Regions from separate parts of the Mus musculus genome. Here regions 1, 2 and 4 are each linked to region 3. The links are chromatin contacts, called in public ChIA-PET, HiChIP or PLAC-seq and promoter capture Hi-C maps. All regions are on one chromosome and are shown on one strand. The core of a region is the stretch at or near the end of the contact, and the rest is flanking DNA. Distances in the headings are between cores, read along the strand shown. Region 1 has its middle 34 kb from the start of Ulbp1. Region 2 holds the start of Ppil4 (peptidylprolyl isomerase (cyclophilin)-like 4). Region 3 holds the start of Lrp11 (low density lipoprotein receptor-related protein 11). Region 4 holds the start of Zc3h12d (zinc finger CCCH type containing 12D).

Region 1 (2,700 bases), core at 108-2,607, 150 kb after region 3:
TATGGCTTTTTGACACCTAGCTTCAATAACCTAGCGACATTGTTTGTATAATGCCGATATTTGCTTTTTCTTCCCAAATTTAAAACAATCTAATGTGTTACATTTGCTTTTATCTCATGAATTAAAACAAATTTCCACTAACTTTGTCTGTTCTCTTACTTATCAGTCTATTTAAGTTAAAGCCTTTCAGGAAAGGACTTATGCAAACCTTAGTGCATAGCATTGATCTACAGGTACAGAACATATAAATCAAATCAAAGACACAGGATAGAGCTGAGCCAGGCCACAAAATAACACAAAAGCATTGTATCTGTGAACAGGAGTTCACAGAAAGAGCTAGACCTACAAAAGCCAATTGACTGAGTAGATCCTCAAAGATGTGAGATGCTAGGACACCACAGGCTCAAAGATATATTGTCTTGGTTCATCTTTAGCCCACTTAGTACTGCCTACTATACTGCCTACTATAGTTGGTGCCCTAACATTATTATGAATATTAGATACAATCTGAGAAAGTGTGAACAGCCCCTCTGGATTCCCCCAATCTAAAAAGCTAAAATTTTAGCAAATACCATCTGAGCACCAGAGGTAAGATTTCCAAGACTTGATATAACCTATCTGTGGTATACACCAAATGATGTATTTGAAATATTATTGATTTGTGTCTTTCCTTGTGTCTTTAGTATAAAAAGTTAATAAAACTGCTATCACATAAACTTGTAGATTATCTAACTTTGGGCTCATTCTTGTAGACTGGACATGGTCTTTAATATTTACCTCCAGAATAAAGATTTCTTACCCTTTGGAGGGACGGTTTCTCCTTTTATCCACATGGAAGCATCTCTCAGCACTGTAATAGGAAATGAGAAGACCACATACCATAATCAGTTTTTAACAGACTAGACCCTTAGTAGGGACAAGGTAGAAGATGGAGACCTCAGACACAGAGCTTACACAGAACCTTGAGAGGGGCACAGTGAAGTAAAGGAAGGAAAAATGAAGCCACTTTTGGTGGTGTGGGTTAGAAAGCAAGTTCCTCTACTATTGGCAGGAAATCTTTGCTGGAGAGAAGGCAGCTTCTAATTGTTCCCTCAGTTTCTTCTATACAATGTTCTACAGTAAGGGTGAAGGAAAGCCCACATCTAGGCAGGGGAAGGAGCATATGAGAGGGCTCTGTAGACTGAGGCTGAGAGGGGACAGAGCAAAATCAAGAGGAGATCACAGGGTGGGAGACTGGAAAGAAGAGGATCTACTGAGAAACAAAGGGTAGCTTTCTTACACTTGAGGATCCTGTCACACAGCCATGAGGGCTAGCTGCAAGTATCACAGAATCCTTGCCTGAATTGTGACCAGAGAGGTATAACTTACAGGAAACACCTGAAATGCCATCAGCAAGCCCCTGGTGTTACAAAGGAAATACGTGTTTCCTGTAGAATAACTTGAACATCAAATCTCACCAGTTTTTGAGAGTACATCCTGGATGAATTAGAAAGCACAGTAGCCAAGAGGCAGAGTTGCTCCTACCCAAGATACAACACTGAGCCTGAAAGTGCCCATTAGGTTGTCAGATCTACGGTCTCCATTGTTGTTCACAAACCATGTCTTCTTTGTGAGCACACACTTTTCATCCACAATTTGATTTTGGTCATATTGTTTCATCACAACAATAGTAACCCAAACTAGTACAGAAATTGGTACAGAATTGTAGGGTATTGCTGTCACAGACCTGATGATGTACTGTGGACAGGATTGTGGAAGAACTTTGAGACTTTGGGCTAGAAAGGTCACTGAGTGTTGAGAGCTCAGTGAGCTCTTCTGGAATAGCTTGGAAGAGAAGATTTTTTAGATCAGTGCAGATGGTAGAGGCATCTTGTGAAGTTTTCGAGGGAAGCAAAGTCTTTACTATGCCATTGATACAAAGAGTCTGTGGTATCTGCCCAGCTAGTGCAGAAGAATGGGTTGTGATTTACAAGAGATGAGAACAAGTAAAGTAAAACTGCTTTGCTTGGACAATGGATGCTGTCAGCTGGGTCTAAAGATCATTGAGGGGAAGTCTTCTAGGAAGGGTTTCCTAGAGAAGTGAGAGAGAGAATGAGGAGATTCTCACAGTACATTCAGGTTCCTGGAAATGAGTGTAGCTCTCCCTTCACCAGTAGAGGACACATATGAAAAAGTCATTAGCACATAAGCAGTGCAAAAAAGTCTGAGAGTCATTCATGAGCTTATACTGTGATACTAGCTGACAAATACCGGTGGTGCAGACTCAAACCTGGAGGGCATTGGATCTCCCTACCAAGTCTCCTGAGACAGAAATCTTCAGCTGTGCATGGACAAGAACCACCACAAACAACAGAGGAAAAGGAGGAAGGCAAGAAGAGAGTTTCCCAACTAGGACACCAATGGTTTGCCTCATGGGGATGATCTAAAAGCATGGGAAACACATTTCCCAAATGAAACATGTATATCACTCCATCCAAGAGTCAGGAAATGTGTCATCAGAGGAGAAGAAAAGGATGTGAGAGCAAGACTGGATGGAATGATGGGAAATCCTGTTCTCCAGCCATAAGCTCATCGTTGCACTGCTGAACTCTCAGCAGCTCTGAGAATTTGCTTGATATCTCCGCAAGATCAGGCCTGTAACACACACACACACACACACACACACACACACACACACACACACACACATGATAGAGAGGG
Region 2 (2,700 bases), core at 151-2,650, 200 kb before region 3:
AAGCACATCACTGGGAGGAGACAATCATGCACATAGTTCCAGGACAGTAAGTACATGTTCTAATAACATGAGTGCTGCTGTGATTTATAAAACCATTGCAGACAAAACAGAAGAAACAGACTAACTGTAGCTGACCTAAGTGTTACACTGAAGAGCTCATGCTTTAGTTGAGCTCTTCATATATATATATATATATATATATATATACACACATACACACACACATACACATACATATATATATATATACATACACACATACATACATATATACACATATATATTCATGGATATATATACATATATATAGTCAGGAAATGAAGTTCTCAGAAGGATAGGGAGTGGAGAGGAGTGTGGGCATTGGCAACAGTAAGAATATAGAAGGCTGCAACAGAAAGTGTAGGGTTTGTGAGGGAGGGGAGGAACAGTTGAGCATGGGAGAAGGTGTGCAGGCAGGAGGCACTCCCTGTGTGCAGTGCTGCAGCACACCTTCTTTCATTCTGTGGTAATCTCTGCATTCCACGGGAGAAGGACAATGATTGTAGCTAATCTCTCCCAGTTTCCCGATTCTCCCAAAGGATACATTCTCCACACAGCAGCCTAGTGTCTCTCCAAGGCAAGTGTGCCATGCTATAATCCTGCTCCTGAAGTGTTCAAACCAACAACATGGCAAAGAGGACTTACTAAGGACCTGGCCTACCAGTATTTGGCCTGACTGGAAGTCAGTGGCATCTATTTCATTTCACATACCAATTCGTTCCAGAATGCCAGATTTCTTTCTATTACCAGAAAAACTCCAAAGAAACTGCTAAGTACACCTTATCTAACACTCATCTTCGAAAAGGCTAGGTTTCTTATGTGGCTTCTTCCCACCTCTCTGTTTTGCATAGCAAAGTGCACATCCATCTGTTAGGACTCGAAGTTAAAACTGGAGCTCGCTTCGTCCTCCCTCAATGGACATTCAGACGCCTGAACTCTAGCTGATCCCTGGCGCCTTGCAGACCAGCCAACTTCCTACCTGCTTTCATCATGACAAATGATGTCAAGTCAAACCGTATTTAACCCTTTCTTTACCTTTCACGAGTAAAGAAAGCATAGCCACGAAAGCTACACCTCACCCAGACCCACAAGCCACAGTTCTACACACCACACACACACACACACAAAACCAAGGCCTGCTATGAAACTGAGCTCGAGCCAGAAACAGCGAAGAAAAGGGAACTTTGGCAGCGGGCTCACGGCCCCGCCAGGTCGCGAAGGCCTCCAGTCTCACCCCGGGGACGCTCTTCAGTGTACAAGTCGATGACCACGTCGCCCAGAGTGGTCTCCAAGAGAACCGCCATGGCGCCGGCTCCTCCGCAGGAACAAACACCCCGGCAATGACAGGCGCATGCGCAACCAGCGCGCGCCTACGTCTTACGTCACGACGTGTGCGACGGCTTCTGGCGTCAGCCGCGGGCGCCGTCGCCCACCTCGGAGGCGCGATTTCCCGCGGCCTAATGGCCGGCTCGTTCGGCCCGGCAGCTGTTATCTGGTGCCCGCTGTCTTCTGGCTGTGGAGGCTGTTTGAGGACTCTCTTCCGCCCTTGGTGACCCATATAAAGACCTGTATCTCAAGAGGGCCATTCCGTAGGAATAGCGGAGGCATCCGAGAGCTGAGAAACCTCCAAGCCGGCGGCACATCCTCCCCTTGCCTTTGGAAGAGGTTGCCCTGGGGTTTCCATAGTCTCTCCATCAAAATCGCCAAGCCCGAGGCATCAGTTGCTCGGTGAAAGCTGTAAGAAAAGGTGACTAACAAGCTTTGGTTTGGGGTTTTTCTTGTTGTTGTAGATTTTGATCATACTAGTGTGTGTAGATCAGGACTGGACATGGCTTAACAGCACAGAGGTTTTGTGCAACAAATTAGAATACAAAGGCTTCAGTCTTACATTGGAGATATGTAATAAAAACTACCGGTTTTTTTATGCTGATAACATATTTCCATGTTTTAGTACACTCTTTACTTTTTTAAAATATTTTTTAAGATTTATTTATTTATTATATGTAAGCATACTGTAGCTGTCTTCAGACACTCCAGAAGAGGGAGTCAGATCTCATTACGGACGGTTGTGAGCCACCATGTGGTTGCTGGGGTTTGAACTCAGGACCTTCAGAAGAGCAGTCAGTGCTCTTAACCAGTTAGCCATCTCTCCAGCCCGGTATACTCTTTTCTAATCAAGCAGATTATTCCCTTTTATGTCATTTTAATGTGTACTTGTGAAAATCAGAGATATGACAGATCATAGGCATATCCAGGAAGATGAGGAGAAAGGACTTTTTAAAAGTAAACATTTTTTTTTTTAAGAAAAATAGTATTTGAAGCAATTTCATGGCTAGAAGTGTTCACCACGCATGTGTTATTCCGTATATTCCAAGGAATTTAGGAAACAGAAGATGGTAAAGAAACATGAATTTATTTATAGTCTGGTCCCATTTAGAAGGGTGTAATCAAAAACCCTGCACCTGTTACCGTCTTCTAGTTTAGAAAATCATTGGATATGGGCTAGAACACATGGAGATGATATAGCTGTGCAGGAGTTGATAAGTCACTGGACTGATTTGTTCAATCAATGAATGGCTTCATTGGTAAGCAATGAAGCCATTGTGAATACATCTCTCTTCTCTGCCTCTCACTATTATTTATCTCTTGCATTGGTATAGT
Region 3 (2,700 bases), core at 167-2,666:
TTTAAAGAGAGACTAACTTTACACACTATCCACTGTGTACTGAGCCCAGCAGACCCCACTACAGAGCTCCAATCCCCTCCACACACAGCTGGCCTCCTTAAATTGAGTGGAACACAAAACCAACAAGGTCACGAATGTGGGGAAATTTTTGGGCAAGGGATGGAAGAAAAGAATGGAGATGGAGTGACAAGTTTTCCTTCATATTTTTATATCTGAAGGAGCTATGTGTTGGCAGAGAGCCAAACCAGGAAGCAGGAGTGGGTATTTAGGAGCAATTCTGCATCTAATCAAATCTTGTCCTTGCTATTTCCTGCGGTAAAACACGCTTTATAAAACCTATGAGACAAAATAAAACTAAAATAATCTTTACTGGGACAAAGAAGGTTCCGGGCTATCGTCTTAAATCGATCCGTCAGTGCTCTCCGATCTGCCCCCTTATCTTCCAAAGGCAGCCCAACGGACCCTGTCTGCTTCTGCCCCTCTATTGCACTTTCTTAGCACCAGCCCAAAGTCAGAGAAAAATGTGAACCACTTTCCCGGTTACCCACAGCTTTAATCCTCTGGAAGCAGAGAAGTTTGCTCGCTCGATAGCAGGCGGGACCCTCCTGGCGTCGCTTACCTGGCCGGGGAGGGATCCCAGCGGCGTCCTCGGCGCGACTGAGGGTGTAAGTGCGGTACCCGCGGAGTGGCGCGAACTTGCAGACGCTGCGGCCGCGCGCCGTGCAGTTGAACAGGTAGCAGCGGGGTGCGGGCATAGGTGCGGGCACGCTGGGCCCCCGGGGCAGCTGCACCACTGCCACCGAGCAGCTCGGCTCGGAGCAGCAGGCCGTCACGCACTGCCGCCAACCCCGCACGCTCCCGGGTGCGCGCAGGAAGCTGGCTCCCGCCGCGATGGAATCCTGGGTGCGGATGATGGTATCGGGCACCGCCCGGTAGACCGCCGTACCGCCCGCACCCGGGCAATCCTCCCGCGGGCCGCCCAGTAGCTCCGGCTCTAGCTCCTCGCGAGGCCGTGCCCGCTGTAGCTGCCGGCGAAAGTCCTGAAGCAGCCTATCCACTCCGGACGACGGAGCGGCGGGCTCCCCGGGCCGGCTGCCGGGCAGCCAGAGGCAGAGCAGCAGCAGCCCGCGGAGCGCGCGGTGCCGGAAGCCGGGGCCCGGTCCTCCTCCCCTTGTGGCCATGGCACGAGCGCGGCCTCAGAGCTCGGCGGCCCCGGGGCCTGGCTGCTTCACGGAGGCGGCGAGTGTGCCGGCTTCGAGAGGCATCGCGGGCCGGACTCGGCCGGACTCGGCGCCGCCCTGGCCCTGCTACCAGGCTGCGAGCTTTCGGTGCTTCTATCTTCGCTCCGGCCGCGGAAGCGCACCGGGACGACGAGCGGCCTCTACGTGGATCAGCACCGGCGTGCGGACAGCGGCTGCGACGGGGCGGAGCCTGGCGTGCTGGGGCGGCTCCGGGGCGGGACTTCCGCAGGTCTGTCGGTCTCCGGCGCCCGGTGGGGAGGAGGAGGGGACTCCCCGGAGTTGCCTGGCTGCTCCGCGGCTTGATCACACCCTAAGCAGCGTGGGTGTTTGGGCCCATCAGGCCTCATTCAGCAAGCAGACTCGCGCAAGGCCATAGCTCACAGGGCAGGGCACTCGGGGTTGGAGGGAGGGGAAGAGTCAGAAAATCCATCAGTCTAAAGTTCGGGGCTACTACGGAGAGCGACGGGTACAGCCAGGGGACCACAGACAACTTTGGCAGTCTTTTGGAATCCAACTTCGTTGCATTATTTATTATTAAAGAGATTTGGACTATGGTAGGTAATAAAGGAAACAAAACATTTACATTCAGGTTCTAATTCGCCTTTCAGTTTCGTTTAGAGAACTTAAACACCAGAAGTTTAGCAACAGAAAGCTGAACTTGTGAGGAGGCAAAGGCCGGGCAGTATGGGAAGGAGGGTTGGGCCGATTGATGATCTCCCATCAGTTTACTGGGTGTTGGGATGGATGACACCTGATTTAGTTTGACTGATAGAACACAATACTCTGAAGTGTGCGGCTTCAAGATCAAGATATCATCGTATTCATTTCTAAAATGAATGTTAAGTAAGTCAGTGCCCACGAAGTGCTTAGACACGTGGAGAAGCTCATTATTACTAATTTTGAAGTCACCTTTTGTTTTTAAATGCTTTTATTTATTCTTTGAGAATTCCATACATCTTTACCATATTCTAATACCTTCCCCTACTCCACCCAGATCCGCACTCACCTCCCTCCCTTCTTGTTTCACTTTTAAAACCCAAAAACAACATTAAACCCAGAAATGTGGAATCTGAATTGTGTTGACTAGCTCCTCTTGAACATGGGGCCTCCTCTGGAGTAGGGCTTATATACCCAGTGTCACCAGATTGAAAAAACACTACCCCACCCCCAAGCTATTGTGAACAGCTTCTTGGCCAATGGTGGGACTCTATTATCCACTACCTAGCCTCTGTGCTAAGATCTTCTCTGGCTTCGCCCTGAGCAGATCTTGTGCATGCTGTCACAGCCTCCTCAATGCCCTGTTCTGCCTGAAAAACACTATTTCCTCGTACATGGTGTCTTAGTTAGGTTTTACTGCTGTGAGCAGACACCATGGCCAAGGCAACTCTTACAAGGACAACATTTAATTGGGGCTGGCTTACAGGTTCAGAGGTTCAGTCTATTATCATCAAGGCAGGAG
Region 4 (2,700 bases), core at 147-2,646, 240 kb before region 3:
GGGGCTAGCTACCAGTCAGATTTGTTTTGGTTTGGTTTTGTCAGAGTTTGAGGAAGTCACAGAGACTCTAAGATTTCATCCCACAGGGCTGATTTTTTTTTTTTAAGCCTGCTCACTTCTGCCTTTTTAAAAGAGAATTTGTAATTTAAAAACTTATTGCAGAGGGCTAGGCCTGTATCTTAGTAGCAGGGTGCTTGCCTGGCTTGCACAAGGCCCCATTTTAACCATCTCTAAGCTCACCTGTATGGGTGAGTAGTCTACACTTTGCTCACCCATCTCCAGAACTCTCCATCCCTTGAAATCCATCCTCCTGAGCCCCCAAGCCCTGCCCTGCCCTAGCTAGTAGCCATCTTTCTGCTGTGTCCAGGAATCTGGCCCACAGGAGTGGGATCGCACAACATGTATCCTCTGACACTATTCATTCTACTTAGCTCAACAACCTCAAGCTCCTACCGTGTTGTGTCCAAATTTCCCTTTTGTTTGAGGCAGAATCACAACCCATGTGGATTATGAATCATAATCCATATGTGTGTGTGTTCACTCACAGGGGCTACTTTGGCTGCTTCTGTCTCTTGGCTACTGTCACTCAAACTGTTATGAACATGTTCTGGCCTGGACTTTTGTTTTCTCCTCAGACTTACTCCCTGCCACCCCCATCCTTCTCTGCTGCTATAGGTAACTTACAGGCATGCTTGAAGCATTTAGAGCCATGGGCCATAGACCTATCCTTAGGCCAGGTCCATATTAGCATCATCAGGCCTGGGAGAAAACTCCCTAATCTTGGGTGACAAAGCTTGGGTTTCTAGTTCTGCAAAGAATTAGCCATATCAGGCTAAGACCAATCAATCTCTTCATCAGTCTTGAGGCTGCTGCCAAAACTCCTGATCTCTCTCCAGCCAGGAAAGTAGACCCCGCCGAGCCACTGTCTAGACTGGTAGACACTTTAGTGAGCCTGGAAAGAATAAAGCAATGTCCACTCCTGAACGCCACAGCATTCAACGTTGCTACGAAGCCCGCAGATGGGAGGTTTACTTCAATTGGCTGGATTAACCCCCGTCCTCCCCCGTCACACAGAATGATCCTTGATAAAACTGAGCAGACCCTGCATCTAAAGGCAGTTAATGATGCTTACCGTATTTCCGTAATTTGAACACCTAACAGAACGTCTCAGGTGTGAGAAGCCAGGGTGTTGAGGGCAGTCCTGGCTCACACACCTGTCTCTAACATGCCCTTCTCCCATGCCCTTGACTGAAGTCTGTACTGTGCCTGCCACGTTAATTGATAGCAGGGCACAAGCACTCACCAGCAGGGTGTGTCCCTCGGGCTCTCACAGCAGACTTGGCCCAGCTGCCTGAGCCTTCCCAGTGCCCCTCTCTTTTCAGCTAGGGAGTGCTCTGCTCAGTCCCTCAGGAGTTGCTGGAGTCAGAGGAGGGCCAGCGCCCAGGCCACACCCCTGCTAGAAGCTGATCCAAGCCTGCGCTCCACTTCCTGCGCAAGGCACGTTCAGCTGCAAAAGGTACTTACACTTTGTGTTAAAGAGAAAAGGAAGAAGGCAGTGAGAGGTAGGAAGTTCACGCCTCCGCCCCAGTCAAAGCAAAGTACAGCAACCGTGCAAAACAAACGCGCCTCCTCCCGGGACAGCCAGGAGTCCAAGAGGGCAAAAGCACCGCGAATGGAATCGGAGGGTGAGAAGAGCTGCTAAGTTCCCACTCCTGGTGGCTGGGAAGCCCATCTGCTTGAAGATGCTCTAGGGGAAGTCGATGCTCAGCTGAAGAAGACCATAGACTGTCAAAGGGAAGCGGGAAGGGCAAAGACCGCCTCAAGTTGTTCATGGAACTTGGGCTGAGAGGATTCTGCCCGTCACCCACAAAGCCAGGAGTCTCAAGAAGTAATGACCCCCTGTGGAAAAAGGGCTCAGCGGCTCTCTTTACTGCAGTCCTACATGGAGTGAGTGACAGCTTTCTCTAACTGAGGAGCTCACATCTGATCCCAGGCCTACACAATGCACCATTCAGCCGCTATACATAGAGCAAGTACAGAGAGCAGACTCAGAATTCTGTTTCCTGAATTTGGGGTCTTTCATAGCAATGCAAAAAAAAAAAAAAAAAAAAAAAAAAAAGGTATAGCAGCCCACCTCCCACCAGATAACACCCCTAACAAAGACTTCTTCAAGGATATAGCTAAGGAGTTAAGCTGAGTTTTGAACCCGGGACTTGGGTCTGAGGAAGCAAGAATGCCCTGGCTTTCTCCTGGGTGATGGAGATTAGAAATCAGGTCCTCCTGATTTCTAATCAGGAGGAAAAAGGGCTCGGCGGCTCTCTTTACTGCTTGCACAGCAAACACTCTTACCCACTGGGTCATTTATGTTTTTTGAAACACCGTCTTTGTATGTATTCTAGGCCATCCTTGAGCATGCTATACCTAGGCTAGCCTTGAACTCAGTCCTCCTACCTCGGCCTCCCAGTGCTGAGATTAAAGGTGTGAACTACCACACCTAGCCTTGAGAGCTTAGGTCTAAGACAACAGGTCTCAGAAGCTCTGGGAAGATTATTAAGATGGACCGGGGATATGGGATATAAAAATCTTGATTTATAGGCCATTGAGATGCCTTAGCAGGTAGAGGCACCCATGGCCGAGGCTGATAACCTGTGATACCTAGGACCTACATGTGGAAGAAGAGAACCCATTCCTGCAAGCTGT

What was found. ChIA-PET counts read pairs in DNA pulled down with a chosen protein or histone mark. HiChIP or PLAC-seq counts read pairs in DNA pulled down with a chosen protein or histone mark. Capture Hi-C pulls out chosen DNA fragments and counts their contacts.
Region 1: an RNA polymerase II ChIA-PET map of memory CD8 T cells shows a contact between it and region 3, with 26 read pairs. The contact joins the enhancer-like site here to the promoter of Lrp11 in region 3. A contact is called at or near these places in 1 of 39 promoter capture datasets (frontonasal cranial neural crest), 2 of 484 Hi-C or Micro-C datasets (bone marrow-derived macrophages and nephron progenitors), 5 of 115 datasets of contacts at active chromatin or transcription factors (SST interneurons, bone marrow-derived macrophages, embryonic limb bud and 2 more) and 2 of 9 other capture datasets (adipose tissue and liver).
Region 2: an H3K4me3 HiChIP or PLAC-seq map of embryonic stem cells shows a contact between it and region 3, with 9 times the contacts expected there. The contact joins the promoter of Ppil4 here to the promoter of Lrp11 in region 3. A contact is called at or near these places in 10 of 39 promoter capture datasets (the C10 cell line, the HPC-7 cell line, cranial neural crest and 6 more), 5 of 484 Hi-C or Micro-C datasets (CD4 T cells and embryonic stem cells), 8 of 115 datasets of contacts at active chromatin or transcription factors (the 230-238 cell line, effector CD8 T cells, embryonic stem cells and 1 more) and 4 of 9 other capture datasets (adipose tissue, embryonic stem cells, liver and 1 more).
Region 4: a contact with region 3 is called in a promoter capture Hi-C map of liver. The contact joins the promoter of Zc3h12d here to the promoter of Lrp11 in region 3. A contact is called at or near these places in 4 of 39 promoter capture datasets (embryonic stem cells, hematopoietic stem and progenitor cells and stem cell-derived epiblast-like cells), 4 of 115 datasets of contacts at active chromatin or transcription factors (the 230-238 cell line, effector CD8 T cells, embryonic stem cells and 1 more) and 1 of 9 other capture datasets (liver).

The regions. Positions count from the first base shown.
Region 1 is chr10:7,437,803-7,440,502 of GRCm38.p6, reverse strand. No RefSeq gene overlaps it. Among named protein-coding and RNA genes, the nearest start is that of Ulbp1, 34 kb to the left of the region's middle. Within about 2 kb of position 1,357, at least 18 of the 459 cell types and tissues checked have an H3K27ac peak or open chromatin away from gene starts, as enhancers often do. A contact at or near this core is called in memory CD8 T cells, where this site is marked.
Region 2 is chr10:7,791,594-7,794,293 of GRCm38.p6, reverse strand. It overlaps Ppil4 (peptidylprolyl isomerase (cyclophilin)-like 4), which reads right to left and starts at 1,400. Exons shown (of 13, transcript NM_026141.3): 1 at 1,274-1,400. The coding sequence starts at 1,343.
Region 3 is chr10:7,588,533-7,591,232 of GRCm38.p6, reverse strand. Lrp11 (low density lipoprotein receptor-related protein 11) reads right to left here and starts at 1,416. Exons shown (of 7, transcript NM_172784.4): 1 at 620-1,416. The coding sequence starts at 1,181.
Region 4 is chr10:7,831,166-7,833,865 of GRCm38.p6, reverse strand. Zc3h12d (zinc finger CCCH type containing 12D) reads right to left here and starts at 1,396. Exons shown (of 6, transcript NM_172785.3): 1 at 1,304-1,396.